Regions from separate parts of the Mus musculus genome. Here region 1 is linked to region 2. Evidence: chromatin contacts called from public Hi-C data. All regions are on one chromosome and are shown on one strand. Each heading gives the region's core, a stretch centred on a gene start, on an enhancer-like site or on the middle of the called end of the contact. The rest is flanking DNA. Distances are from core to core; before and after follow the strand shown. Region 1 holds the start of Csf1 (colony stimulating factor 1 (macrophage)). Region 2 overlaps Gm40121 (a long non-coding RNA gene).

The links. A called contact is a pair of places that touch in the nucleus more often than the background predicts.
Region 1: a contact with region 2 is called in a Hi-C map of uterus, with 2.7 times the contacts expected there. The contact joins the promoter of Csf1 here to the enhancer-like site in region 2. A contact is called at or near these places in 19 of 39 promoter capture datasets (the 3T3-L1 cell line, 3T3-L1-derived adipocytes, the C10 cell line and 13 more), 3 of 15 datasets of contacts at CTCF or cohesin (the NIH/3T3 cell line and large pre-B cells), 139 of 484 Hi-C or Micro-C datasets (8-cell embryo, the AML12 cell line, B cells and 79 more), 11 of 115 datasets of contacts at active chromatin or transcription factors (the 230-238 cell line, VIP interneurons, bone marrow-derived dendritic cells and 7 more) and 5 of 9 other capture datasets (adipose tissue, embryonic tail, liver and 2 more).

Annotation. Positions count from the first base shown.
Region 1 is chr3:107,757,883-107,764,627 of GRCm38.p6, reverse strand. It overlaps Csf1 (colony stimulating factor 1 (macrophage)), which reads left to right and starts at 4,159. Exons shown (of 9, transcript NM_007778.4): 1 at 4,159-4,603. The coding sequence starts at 4,565. The region is part of intron 1 of Gm40121 (a long non-coding RNA gene); the gene reads right to left.
Region 2 is chr3:107,709,508-107,715,956 of GRCm38.p6, reverse strand. The region is part of intron 1 of Gm40121 (a long non-coding RNA gene); the gene reads right to left. Among named protein-coding and RNA genes, the nearest start is that of Ahcyl1, 16 kb to the right of the region's middle. Within about 2 kb of position 1,801, at least 22 of the 459 cell types and tissues checked have an H3K27ac peak or open chromatin away from gene starts, as enhancers often do. A contact at or near this core is called in stem cell-derived motor neurons and uterus, where this site is marked.

The DNA of each region.
Region 1 (6,745 bases), core at 2,910-5,409, 46 kb before region 2:
AGTAGACAGACCTCCTAGCAGAGTTTGCCCTCTGAGGGCAAACCTCCTACATCATGAGCCTGAAAGCCAGCAGGTCTTTGGGTAATGACAGGAACAAGGGAAAAGGCTGGCTTCCTCCCAGTGGGGAGAGGTGGGCTAGGCAAACATTGGTAGCTTCTCCAAATATCAACTACTGGCACTTTGTAATTTTTAAATCCAAAGCCTTAAGCAGCAGAAGGTTGGAAGCTACCACTCCCATTTAAATAATGGAGAAACAGGGTTCTGAAGGTCCCTCCGTTATGGTTTCTCTGCAGATGTGATTTAAAGGGCAGTGAGCAGTACCAGAGATCACATGGAGACCTCTACTTTCCTACCTGGTTAAGCTTGTGTGTATGGGGGGAGGGAACATCTAACATACTCTGACCTTCATGCAGTACCTTGCCGAGGACACTGAGACTCAGAACAGCATTGTACAACCCCAGGCTGTAGTGCCTATTCTGATCTACTTCCATGGACCCACTTTTGTAGAAAAGAGGAGGGAGAAAGACAAGAAAGGGTGGAAAAAATAAGAGATGCACCACGATGGGAGGAGCACCCTGTGTGATAACAGTCAATTTTCTAGAAAGATCTCCAGAGGAAGTTGCCTGACAAATTGTTTCAGAACAATCTACAAACGCTGTTTTCTCTCATTTCCTGCCACCCATCTCAATTTCTCTCTTTTCAATCACTCATCCTCCCCTTGGTTCACTGCTCTAGCAAGGAGGGTCTCTCTCAAACTCCCTCTGCCCTCCCTCACGGTCAGCTGAGGGCTGCCTCCTGGGTGATGCTGCAGCTTGGAAATCCCTGGAACCCCAAATCTCAGACAGTGCCAAATTCCTCTCTCCCTTCCCCCAGGACCTGGCTCCGGACATGACTCTACCAGTAGTCAGCATGGAAGACTGCAGATGATCTGAGCAACCACATGGAGCCCAGAGTCCTCTCATTCCAGACTTGACTCTCAGTGTCCCCATCCCGGACTCCCGTAATTCTTGTGTGATTCTGGAAGAGGTGGCTTAGTCTGTCTGGGTCTCCATTTCCTCATCTAAAGCAGTACAAGGATTTTAAAAAGGTTTCAATTCTATGATTCCATTATTTCTCTTGCATGGAAGGGCTCACACTGGCCTGTCTGGATTCACAGGACCCTGAAATCCAGTGAAGACTCTGGAGAGTCAGACAGGGGAGGATGCCAGAATCAGTCCCTTTGGGCAGTCAGAGGAGACTATGGAGCAGCCACTTTAAACACATCATCAGCTCTTCCAGACTTGACTTCCTTGTGCATGAAGGCAAAGCTTGGTTAGCCACCAGAAGCGCAATGCCTTGTGTTAAAGTAACACAAGTAAGGGAGCTACAAGTCCTACTGTGGAAGTCCAGTTATGGATGGTCTTGTTCATTCCTCTGTAATGCCACATGAACAGAGATCTTATTATTTCCTTTGGGCAAACGAGGAAAGAAGAACAGAAAGGATTTGCCTAAAGTTACACAGCAAGTGGGTGGTCAAGGTGGGAGAAAGTTCTGGCATTGAGATTCCCAAGTCCACACCACCACTGTTGTGTCAGTGATTAGAGAGTAAAAAATAAAAATAATAAAATGGGAACTGGTGAGATGGTCAGTGGTTAAAGACGTCTGCTACCAAGACTGATAACCAGAGTTCAACCCCGGGACCTGCATAGTGGAAGGAGAGACCCAACTCCCACTAGTTTTCTTCTGTCTCCTACACAAATGCCATGGTATACACACACACACACACACACACACACACACACACACACACACACGTTTGCTTTAGTTTGCCCAATAACTTGATGAAGAGAAATCATTGGCTTCATTTTATAGACTTTGAGAGCAAAAGATGTGCATCCATCCACAGCCACAATGCAAACGACTGGGCAGAGCTGTCAAGGGCAGGTTTCTTGTAAATGGTGGATTCAGGTAATATGTGAAGGGTTTCAGTAGGATGGGAAAGGGGTTCCATGCTTTGCACTTATGTGATGGATGGCTGAGTGGTCCTTGTGCTGATGTAGAAGATGCTCTAACTCCAAGTTCCATAAGCCTGGGCAGAAACCGGTTTGTAAAGGAGGATGGAACCAGTAAAATGTGATCTTTTTCTCAGCTACTCTGCAGGCATATCTTACTTACATGGCTTCCTCTTGCTTTTTGTCTTAAGAGCTGTGGTTAAATCTTTATTGTTCCAGACCAGAATAAAGACTATTCCACCAAAGAAGGAAATAAGCCTTGATCATGTCTCTGGCCAAGTGCTATCTCTGCATTCCTCCGAGAAGCCCTGAGTCCCAAGCCCTCAGCTTCCAGTGGCTCACATCTGAGTAGGGGGCCATATTATCACGGTCACTGTTACACTGGCCTGTAGTTAGCAGTGAATGTCTGTCAAGTGACTCATCCATTCCAACTGCCCAGTTAATTTAATTCCTATTATGTGCTATGTCTATCAGTTCGGAGTGAAGTGAAATGGGGTGCTACCCAGAGGAAGCCTCCCAGCTCAGGGTGCAGGTCAAACGTAATCACTACTCTCACTAGTATTCAGTGGTTCTAAACGTAATTACTACTATCACTAGTATTCAGTGATTCTAAACGTAATCACTACTATCACTAGTATTCAGTGGTTCTAAACGTAATCACTACTCTCACTAGTATTCAGTGGTTCTAAACGTAATCACTACTATCACTAGTATTCAGTGGTTCTAAACGTAATCACTACTATCACTAGTATTCAGTGATTCTAAACGTAATCACTACTATCACTAGTATTCAGTGATTCTAAACGTAATAACTACTATCACTAGTATTCAGTGGTTCTAAACGTAATCACTACTATCACTAGTATTCAGTGATTCTAAACGTAATCACTACTATCACTAGTATTCAGTGGTTCTAAACCTTCTCAATGCTGAGACCTTTCAATACAGTTCCTCATGTTGTGGTGGCGCCCCAACCACAAAATTATTCCATTGCTACTTCACAAGTGTAATTTTGCTACTGTTATGAATCATAATGTAAAGCATATGATATGCAGGATATCTGACTTGTGACCCCCCAAAGAGGTTGCCACCCACAAGTTGAGAACCACCAGTTTAAAATAATGTAGAGAATGAATGAATGAATGAATGAATGCCAACTTAACTGGGAGGAATGGGTTGCGTCCAGTGGGAACACAGAAAGAAGGAATTATCCATCAGCCTGAAGCATCCCAGAAGGCTTTGCAAGACAAGGATAAGATGTGATTATAACCTTAAAAGGTGAGACATTCACCTTAAGATGGATGGGGGAAAGGAAGACTTCATGTCCGAGGAAGCAGCCTGAGCAAAGGTTTATGAGGGACGTTGTTGCTCTGAGCTAGGTAGTGCAAGGAAATGGAGGACACGTGACAAAAGTGCCCCTTTGAGACCAGACCACTCATCTGGGCATGACGGGATTGAAACACATTGAATCAGGATAAATGGAAGGAAGAAAAAGATCCTGACGTTGGCAATATAATTAATAGGCTCCTCTTGATAGGTTAATCTAGATCCATTCTCATGTAAAGACAAAATGTGATTGCACAAATGCATTTCCAACAGAGTTGAGGGAAATCTAGAGTCCAGGCACACCAACCTTTCCACATAAGCTGGGTTTGGCAGCCCAGGAGCAGGGGGCCAGCCAGTGCTTTCAGGTTAAGCACCTGAAGTGTCTCCTGGCAGAGTGCAGAAACACCCAGCTAGTTGTCACAGGACCAAGTCCTTCCTCTCCTACCCAGGTAGCTGGATGCTCCCCACTTCTCCCTACAGCCAGGGGAGAGGATAGTATAGTAGTATAGTAGATTCTTTGAACAATGCATAGGAGGGAGCAAGCCAATCTGCAAACCTGCTGCCCTGGGTTCCATGAGGGACTTGAATGGAGCTGCAGCAGAGAGGCGTTGGTCCATCCCCATTCAAGTCCTGTTCAATGTACTCTGTCCGTTTCCTGCTCAGATTTGAGGATTTTCGGGCCTTGAGGGAAAGTCCCTAGGGGCCAGCATTAGACCGAGAACAATCACACGAGATTGACAAGAGTGGCGAGCACAGAAGGAAAGGCAGTGTCTTGTCCAGAGCTCGAGAAGGGCGGGGGAGGGCGGTGGAGCCCGGGTTACTTTGAGGAGGCTGCACAGCCACAGAGCGACGGGGAAGAGAGCTAGCGGGGACGACCAGGCGGCCCGCTTGGGGGAAGGGAGTCGGCGGCTCAGTGGGCCTCTGGGGTGTAGTATGTGTCAGTGCCTGTGAGTGTGTTTGTGTGTGTGTATGTCTGTGTGTGTCTGGCGGAGAGCCAGGGTGATTTCCCATAAACCACATGCCCCGCCAGCCCGCCCGCTTAAAAGGCTGTGCCGAGGGCTGGCCAGCGAAGCTCGGCCAGGGGAAAGTGAAAGTTTGCCTCGGTGCTCTCGGTGTCGCTGCGGCTCTCTGCATCCCAGGACAGCGGCGTGGCCCTCGACCGGGGCGCGGGCTCTTCAGCCACTAGCGAGCAAGGGAGCGAGCGAACCAGGGCGGCCAACACGCCGTGCCGGGACCCAGCTGCCCGTATGACCGCGCGGGGCGCCGCGGGGCGCTGCCCTTCTTCGGTAAGCTGCAACCGTGGCGCGCGGGGCCCGGGCCGGGCTGGGGCAGGAGCTCTGCAGCAAGCAGCAGGCGGCTCTGCGGGGCCACTTGGAGCGGACAGCCCCTTCTCGCCAGCTGCCCAGGCTTCTCGGCCCTGGGTTCTGGCTTCCTTACTGCTTCTAAGCTACGGCTGAGGCCCGCGGTATTTCAATAGCTGCTCCTGGGGCTGCAGCGCTTTGCGAGGTAAAGAGAAGGCTGCTCATCCCATTGCACGGAGGAGAACACTGAGCTACCCACAGGCTGGAGAGAGAGATGGGGGTCTGGGGGGGGGGGGTATCGCAGGGATTGGCACAGGCCCAATGTCTGCCAGAATGGTCAACCAGGTCTCCAGGTTCCGAGTGACACAAGATCCGAGTGTGGCATCATCCCCAGTAGATATCTTTCTTTGGTTGTTGCACATGTTTTAGGCCCCAGTTGGGAGTGGGCCTTCAGGGTAGGGAAAATTCAGGCTCACTCAGCTTTACACCAGGACCTGTGCTGAGCAACCTGTTGGCAGAGAGAGAGAGAGAGAGAGAGAGAGAGAGAGAGAGATGGGCATGCTGCTACTTGTTCAATGGATGTGTAGGAACTATTAGGGACTTGGGTGGCTCTTTGAGGGGAGCTGGACCCGAATCTTTTCTTGAAGAAAATGAGATGGGGCTATTCTAGACTCTGCGGCTGACTGAGGAAAGAAAGTGCAAGGAGAGTTCAGAGCTGCAGCTGATAATGGGCTGCTCAGAAGCTGTCTCCAGTAATGGCAGCAGATGATAGCATGGCTCTTACAGAGTGAAGGATGGTACTTTCAATCCACAGCAAGTGGGTTTGCTTCAGAAGAGAATGAGAGGGAAAACCTGGAGGGTAGGAACCGAACTTGTGATGGGCAGCGCGTTGCAGGTGTCTGGGAGGAGAGAAAAGTAGAACAGCAGAGAGAGGGGCTCAGTGAGAGGCAGAAGGTGGGGTTAGGAGGAGGGGAAGGGAGGAAGTTATCCCACATGCAACAAGCATAAAGAGAGAAGAGGGAAGAAAAGAAAGACTACAAGGAGACATAAGAGGAAAGAGAGGAGGCCGAGGTTCAGCCAGGCAGTCAGGCCGGGTCTCTGTCTGCAGACTGTACTGATTGGAAAATGGAACATGATGTCTTGAAGTGCTCAGAGACTGCCGCAGTTTCCAGGCTGCTCTCATAGTCAGAGGCTGAGGCAGTGGGTGGGAGGAAGAAGCAAGCCAGGAAGAGCCTGTCCAGCCAGATGCAGGCTAGAGTATTAACCCTTGGGTGTCCATCTGTATCCCTGTCTATGGCAGCATTGGGGTTACAGAGCCAGATCCAGGAGTGGCTGGTCATCTTTGAAGCCAGCAGCTGTGCATTATTTCTGTGCATGCTTGAAATGCCACCAAAAGCCAGGTAGCCCTGAAGTAATGTCTTTATCTTGCTATCTCCAAACATCAATGGCTTGAAATTCCTGGGTTGAGATATTTCTGAACATCTCCATTCCCGGGTCCTTTCCTTCATACCATACACACATGGACTGACAGGCTGAGTGATACCAGCCTGGGCCAGAGTCATCTTCTGCAGTCATTTCCTTTAACAGGTTCTGAGACTGGGGTTCAGGAGACCCGGGCTGCCACTCCCACTCAGGACTAACTTTCCAATTGCCCAACCATGCCCAATGCAGTTTATCAACCCATAGCTGGCTGCACCCTCTCCCCCACCTCTTTCTCCCTGTCTCTCTGTGTCTGTCACTCTGTGTCTCTGACTGTCTGTCTCTGACTGTCTGTCTCTGACTCTCTGTCTCTCTCTCTCTCTAAGGTCAGGCAAGGAACCTAACAGGTCCTGTGCGTAATGGCATTAGGCAACCCTGTGCCTTAACACCCATCAGCATCTTCCACCCTTTAAGGCCTCACTCTTCCCTCCGCATGGCCCAGCCAAAGCTGCCTTTCCTCCCTGGTACTCACTGGCAAGGCTTTGGGCTTTTAGATGTAACCCAGTGTTGTTATGGACTGTTTCATAGCCTCCCTGTGTTTTTCCAATGCGCTCCTATTTGCAACATTTGTCTCATCATCTGGACTATTGGGGCAGAGCCAGATCCAAGAAGGTGCCAGTCATCACTCCACCCTGCCAGCATTTCCCT
Region 2 (6,449 bases), core at 552-3,051:
AAGGAAATTAAATTTCAGAATGTTTCTAAGTTCTAAGCTCACAGAGCTAGCAAGTGGTTGAAACTGTTTCAAAGTCAAATTCATCTGATTTCAGAGCTTGCTCCAGGCTTAAACACATCTCTTTCTCTGAACAAATGAAAAGTTGGGTGTATTGTGGGAATTAAACTAAAGGCCTTTTAACAAGCTAGATAGTATAAGTTAAGATAGGCTAAGATGCTGATAAATTACTCAGCGGGGTAAGCCTGTTTGTCATCTCCTACACTTATCGCTCCAAATGTTGTAAACACGTCTTAGCATTTTCAACAAGAAGCTTGTTCTGAACCAGATGCTCTTCCCTGGATGAGAACCCAGTGCTCAGAGAAGAAAGACTTCACCTGAACCGCCCCATTCTGTAGTCCTGGTGGAACACTACCCTCTGAACATAATACTAACTGCAGTCTTAATCAGAATAGCTGTGGCTACTTTCAAGTGACCCTCAAGATGAGTCCTGTTGATGTTTCCTCTTAGAAGAAGGGGCTAAGGGGCATAAGAAGGTCACCTGAGGTTCCAGCCATTCCTTCCTGTATTGCCCCTCTTTGCTCTGTGTATTTCTGTCCCAGCTCTACAAACTTTCAGATGGTGCTTAAGGGAAACCTTAAAGGGACACCTTCTCACCTTAAGAGTGAGAAGTTCACTGAAGGGTAAAAGTCCATACATCCATGGGGAAACCATCACCCATACCGGACTAGGGAAGAACTGTTCCTTTGCTCTGCCATTGGTGCCCTATCAAGACTAAGTAGACATGTGTTTATATCTCCCAGGAAAAAGTCCACAAGTAGAAAGTCTTCTGTGTCTTTGGTAAAGCTCCCTTTTAGAGGACCTTGTTAGGCCCGGATAGCATAGAAGTAGATAACATTCTGCTGGTTTGCCTTTCCCCAGCCCCTGACAGATATTTACTTTCTCATACCATACATTCTCAAAACACAAGAGAAGCAGAGATGCCCCAGGCACCACGGGCCAGAGCTCCATGCAGCCTCAGCCCCTTTCACCCATCCTTTTAGCGCACAGGCTCATCTTAGTCAGAGACTTTTTTTTTCCACTACAGCAAAATTTAGAAACATATTCTAAATTCCTGTGCAATGTTTGCTGATGCTGCAGCTGTCCTCTACTCTCTCCAGAGGATGCTAAAACTGCTCTAATCAGTACCAGTACCCTGGACCGGGAGGTTACTTGACACAGCAGAGTCTAGCACGGTCAGTTACAGCCTTGGCATTCAGGAGGAGGGTGGTAGAACAGGAGGGACTTCTTTGAAACTTCTCCATTTGTATACATGCCTCCCCTACAGAGTCTGGCCAAAAGTAAACATAATTTTCCCTGTGTGTCTCCATCACAGGAGGAGCATATGGTTGGATGCAACTGGCTTCTCTGAAAGTCTTTCCAAAGAACACAATCTAGTTACTTAGCAAATATTTACTGAGCAACATGGAAGAAGAAAGAGCATTCCAGCCAGGGGCCAGCAAGAGGCGAGAGATCGAATAAACTAGAGAGAAATAAAACAGCAAGGGTATGTCTGGGGTGCAGTGAGCAAGTAGTAAAACTGAAAAGAAAAGGAAACAATTGGGAACAGCTTTGAATGCCTGGGAAAGGACTTTGAGTTTACTGCAAAAGGTAAGAGAGACTAAAGAAAGGTTCTGAACAAGGGACAGGCATGATTAAAATGATCAGTAAAATTCAGTGGGACCCAGGTAAAGAATAATCATATAAAGCAGCCATCAAAAGCTAAGTACTTACTTTGCACCCAGCAGATGGTCAAAGTCTTGCAGAGATTGCTTTGCTTAATAAAATTAATAGTGCACTTAAGACATAGTGCTGGCCCACATGGTTTTCAGTCCTCAGAGCCATCTCCTAATTTGAGTGTTGCTGCATCAATTTGGCAGATGGTGCCTGCACTTAAAAGGTAACTGTATTGTGCTGAAGGCCAGACAGTTACAGTGGTAGAGCCAGGGTTTAATTTCATGTTATTCTGACTCTAAAGTTGACTTCTTGTTGTTTTGTTTTGTTTTTCAAGACAAGGCTTCTCTGTGTAGCCTTGGCTGTCTAGGAATTACTGTACTGGTCACTCTGTAAGGCAGGCTGGCCTCAGACTCACAGAGATCTGCCTGCCTCTCCCTCCCAAGAGCTGGGATTAAAGGCGTGTAGTGATGCTGCCACCACCACCCTGCCCAAAGCTGACTTTTATGAAGATGTTATGAAAATTCTGGGGAGCAATGAAGAACAATGGAAGGAGCAAGAAGATTAGAGAAAAATAGATATAAACTAAGTTGCAGATGCATAATAGACATGTTATGACAACTGATAAAACTTTAGGTAGGAATAGTGTCAAATATGAGTTACAGTTTTGAACATGGATAGCTGATAGAAATTTCAACAGGCATGCACTAAGACTCAAGAACACAGGGAGCCAGGTAAGTGCTGTGGATGAATAGGAAATGTCTTCCATAGGCTCAGGCTTTGGATGCTACTCCCCAGGGACACTTCTTTTGGGATGCCATGGAAGATAGGGCATGGCTGGCTGTGTGGGTCAAGAGGAATGTGCCTTTGCAGGTTATACCTGATGCCTGATCCTCTGTCCCTGTATGCTTTCTGCCTAGCACTGACATGAGCAGCCTCTGCCACAAGTTCCCTCTGCCATGCCTTCCTTGCCACAGTCTCAAATGCTCTAAAAACCATAAGCCAAAGCTACTCCTTACACTGTTTCTGTCAGGTGTTATGGTCACACTAACTCAAAAGTAGCTAATACAGAAGGTTAAATAAAGGGTTCCAAATATGTTGAATTTGACATAATGGTGGCAGAGATTTGGAAAAATCACCTTACTCCTTATGTCTGCTCCCCACTGATCAACTCCTTACTTGTTCATTTAAAAAATTTAAAAATATGATAAAATGTAACATTTTAACAATTAAATTATTTTAATTAGCTGTTTCATATCCAGTATGTGAGGAACTAGTTGGGGAGTCATCACTTCATCTCAACAAGGGAAAACAAAAAGCAAAAGTCTGAACAAACTGAAAAATCAGCAGGTGTTCTTAGATCCCTCAAAGCAAAGGAGCCTCAGGGAAAACTGTGCCCCGCCCTACAATCAGAAATGCAGATACAGAGAATTACAACTCAGCAGAGAACTGGAGCAGAAAGCTCCCAGGAACCAGGGTAAGAAAGCCTAGATTGTAGTGGAGGACTTGCTAGTTAGTGCTCAGTGTATAACCAGCTCAAGCTGTGAAGACTTCAGTGGGTCCCAGACAGTGGGACAGAGTGGGGGAAATCTTCATTACTTCTAGTCCAGGGGCTTCTAGTTTCTCCCAAAGACTACAGAGCAGCATTCTCAACCTGTGGGTTGTGACCCCTTTGGGTCACCTAAGACCGTCGGAAAATATAGACTTTGATTCGTAACAGTAGCAAAATTACAGTTATGAAGTAGCAATGAAAATAATTTAATGGTTGGGGGTCACCTCAACATGAGGAACTGTATTAAAGGGTTGCAGCATTAGGAAGGTTGAGAACCACTGTTTTAGAGGAAAAAAAAAATCTGATACTTCTGGGGAAGAACAGGCATTATGAAATACCAAGGCCAGAGAACAGTGTGTTAGGACTGCCCTCGAGGGAAAATAGGTCCCTTGAGGGCAGTCCTAATGAAGTTTTTCCAGAGTCTAATAACAGAAAGAAGGGAATTACTCAGTGACAGCACAACTCCTCTCTGTCGTTCAGTGAGAGGTGTGCGGGCAGAGACTAAGAAGCCCTGTGAGCTCATAGCTCCAACACCAGGCTGAATTATCTGGCATGTTACTGAGTATTCACTCCCACTATCTACATGCATGTACACCAAATGGCCTTTTTCTCAGCACTCCTTTCACTAGCACACCCCATCTGAGATATAGAGGGAAATGAATACACCAACACCAACAGTAACAAAAACCACACCTAGGATATTTAAACATCAGGGGAAAAGAAGCCTTACCTACACAGGAGTGAAGACAGGAATTCCTCCAAAACCAAGCAAATGAGAAAAGTGTGATGTGAAATGCTTACTACGCTGAGGGGGAAGGAAAAGACAGTCTGGAATTGTGAGAAAGGAGGCTCCGAAAGTGAACAGAGTGGGTACTGAGGTATATGCCTTGGAGCCCCAGCAACGGAAGGCAAAGGCAGGTACAGGTGACTTGAACTTGGGAGTTCAAGATAAGCCTGGGCCACATTCAAGATTCCATCTGGAATCAGAAAAAAAAAAAAAAAAAAACGTGAAGAAGAAATAGATTGCTTAAGACAAAACCAGGAAATGTGTTGCCTGCCTTACTTGAAATGTTAAAAAGCTCTTCAAAGACAAGAATATAGGGGCACAGGTCACAGACAGGCGTACCTGACAAAAGGAAGAGCCCCAGAAAAGGAGGCTCTGTTTGTGTGATTAAAACAATTAATGTCAAGGTAGTTAAAACTTCAATGTAAAAAATCTTAGTTGATTTATGGGTAACAGTTTGTTCAAAATAACAGCAATAATATACTAAGTATGTTTGAATGTATAATCTTATGACTCAAAGGAGAGAAGGAGGAAATTAGGAATTTTTGTTGTTATGAGATATTTACAATAAGAACAATTGTAAAGAGAAAAAGTAATGAAAGAAAAATATTAAAAATAAAAATAGAGATTATTATATAAATATAGATTTGGATTAGCTGTAAATGTATATTGCAAATTCTAGGGCAACCACTAAAAAATATATTTTTTAGGGAAAAGTAAAAAAAATTGAAATGTAATTGTTACAAGAAAAATAAGAAAAAAAATTTTAAAAAAGAAAAGAAAACTAAGGGCACTGAGTGGCAGGCAAGGTCTAGGGATATAGTTCAGATGGTAGTGTGCCTATCTAACATGCACAAGGCCCTGGGTTCAATTCATAGCATCACATCAACCAGGTACAGGCACATACATACCTGTAATCCCATCACTTGGGAGGTAGAGGCAGAAGGATCAGAAGTTCAAGGTCATCCTAGTCTACAAAGAGTTCAAATGAGATCATGAGAACAGAACACACACAATGATTAGTGTCATAAGAAGAGATCCCTGGCTCATCAGTTAAGAGCACTGGCTACTCCTCCAGAGGACCCAGGTTCAACTCCCAGCACCCACATAGCAGCTCACACCTACCTGTCACTCCAGCTCCAGTGCTTCTGACAACCTCACACAGACACACACGTGGACAAAACAGCAATGAGCATAAAAGAAAAATAAATTGTATATTTAAAAGAGAAGAGACCCCAGAGTTTTCTCCACCATTCAAGGTGGAGCAAGGTAATAGCAAGAAGGAAACCAAGTGCAAGCCAGGAAGAGGGTCCTCTGTAGAGCCTTCCATGACCTTGGGCTTCCCAGTCTTGTTAAAGATCAATGTATGTCATTTAAGTCACCCAGTTGATGGCATTTTGTTATTGTAGCCTAAAATGACTAAGATAATATCTAAGTTTCCACCCTGGGAAGCTAGAAAATACCAAATTAAATATAGAGTGAGCAGATGAAAAGATGTAGTAAAAGTGAGGGGCTACGTTAGTGAAATTGAAAACATAAAACGTGGAGAAATCAGTGAGATGAAGAGCTGGTTGTTTGAGAATATCATAAACCTCACACACTCAGACCAACCTACTACAGAGAATAAACGTTTATGAAAACCCTATGGTTAACATCATAACTAACTCGAGGAATTAGGAGTTTCCCACTAAAATGAGGAACAAGCCAGGGTATCCTCTCTCCTCATTCTCTTTCAGCATAATACTAAAAGTGCTAACTAATGAAAACAAAACAAAACAAAACAAAACAAGCAGGAAACCATTAAAAGGTATTCATACTAGCAAGGGAAGTGTTCCATATGACACTGGAATATACATGTCACCATTCATTTTTGAAGTGCATATACAATACCAAAATGAGTCCTAATTTCAACTGTAGACTTACAGTAATAGTGGTATGCTACTGTGAGCTCACCGTACTCACTGCTCGTCTCATTCCTGTCACAGAAATACCTGGAAGAACCAGCTTACAAGAAAGTCTTATTCAGCCGGGCAGTGGTGGCGCATGCCTTTAATGCCAGCACTTGGAAGGCAGAGGCAGGTGGATTTCTGAGTTTGAGGCAAGCCTGATTTACAAAGTGAATTCCAGGACAGCCAGAGCTACACAGAGAAACCTTGTCTCAAAAAACCAAAAAAAAAAAAAAAAAAAAAGAAAAGAAAAGAAAGGCTTATTCTAGCTCATAGTTTCAGAGGGCTGGAGAAGCATGTGACAGTGCCACCTTACTTTATGGAGGAATCAGAGAGATGAAAAGCAGTATGGGTAGGCACACCTAAGGACCCACACCTACTGACCTGTTTCTTCTAGTTCCAAACATTTTTCAGAACCTCCCAAAATGGGTTGCACAGCTTGGGCCAAGCCCTGACA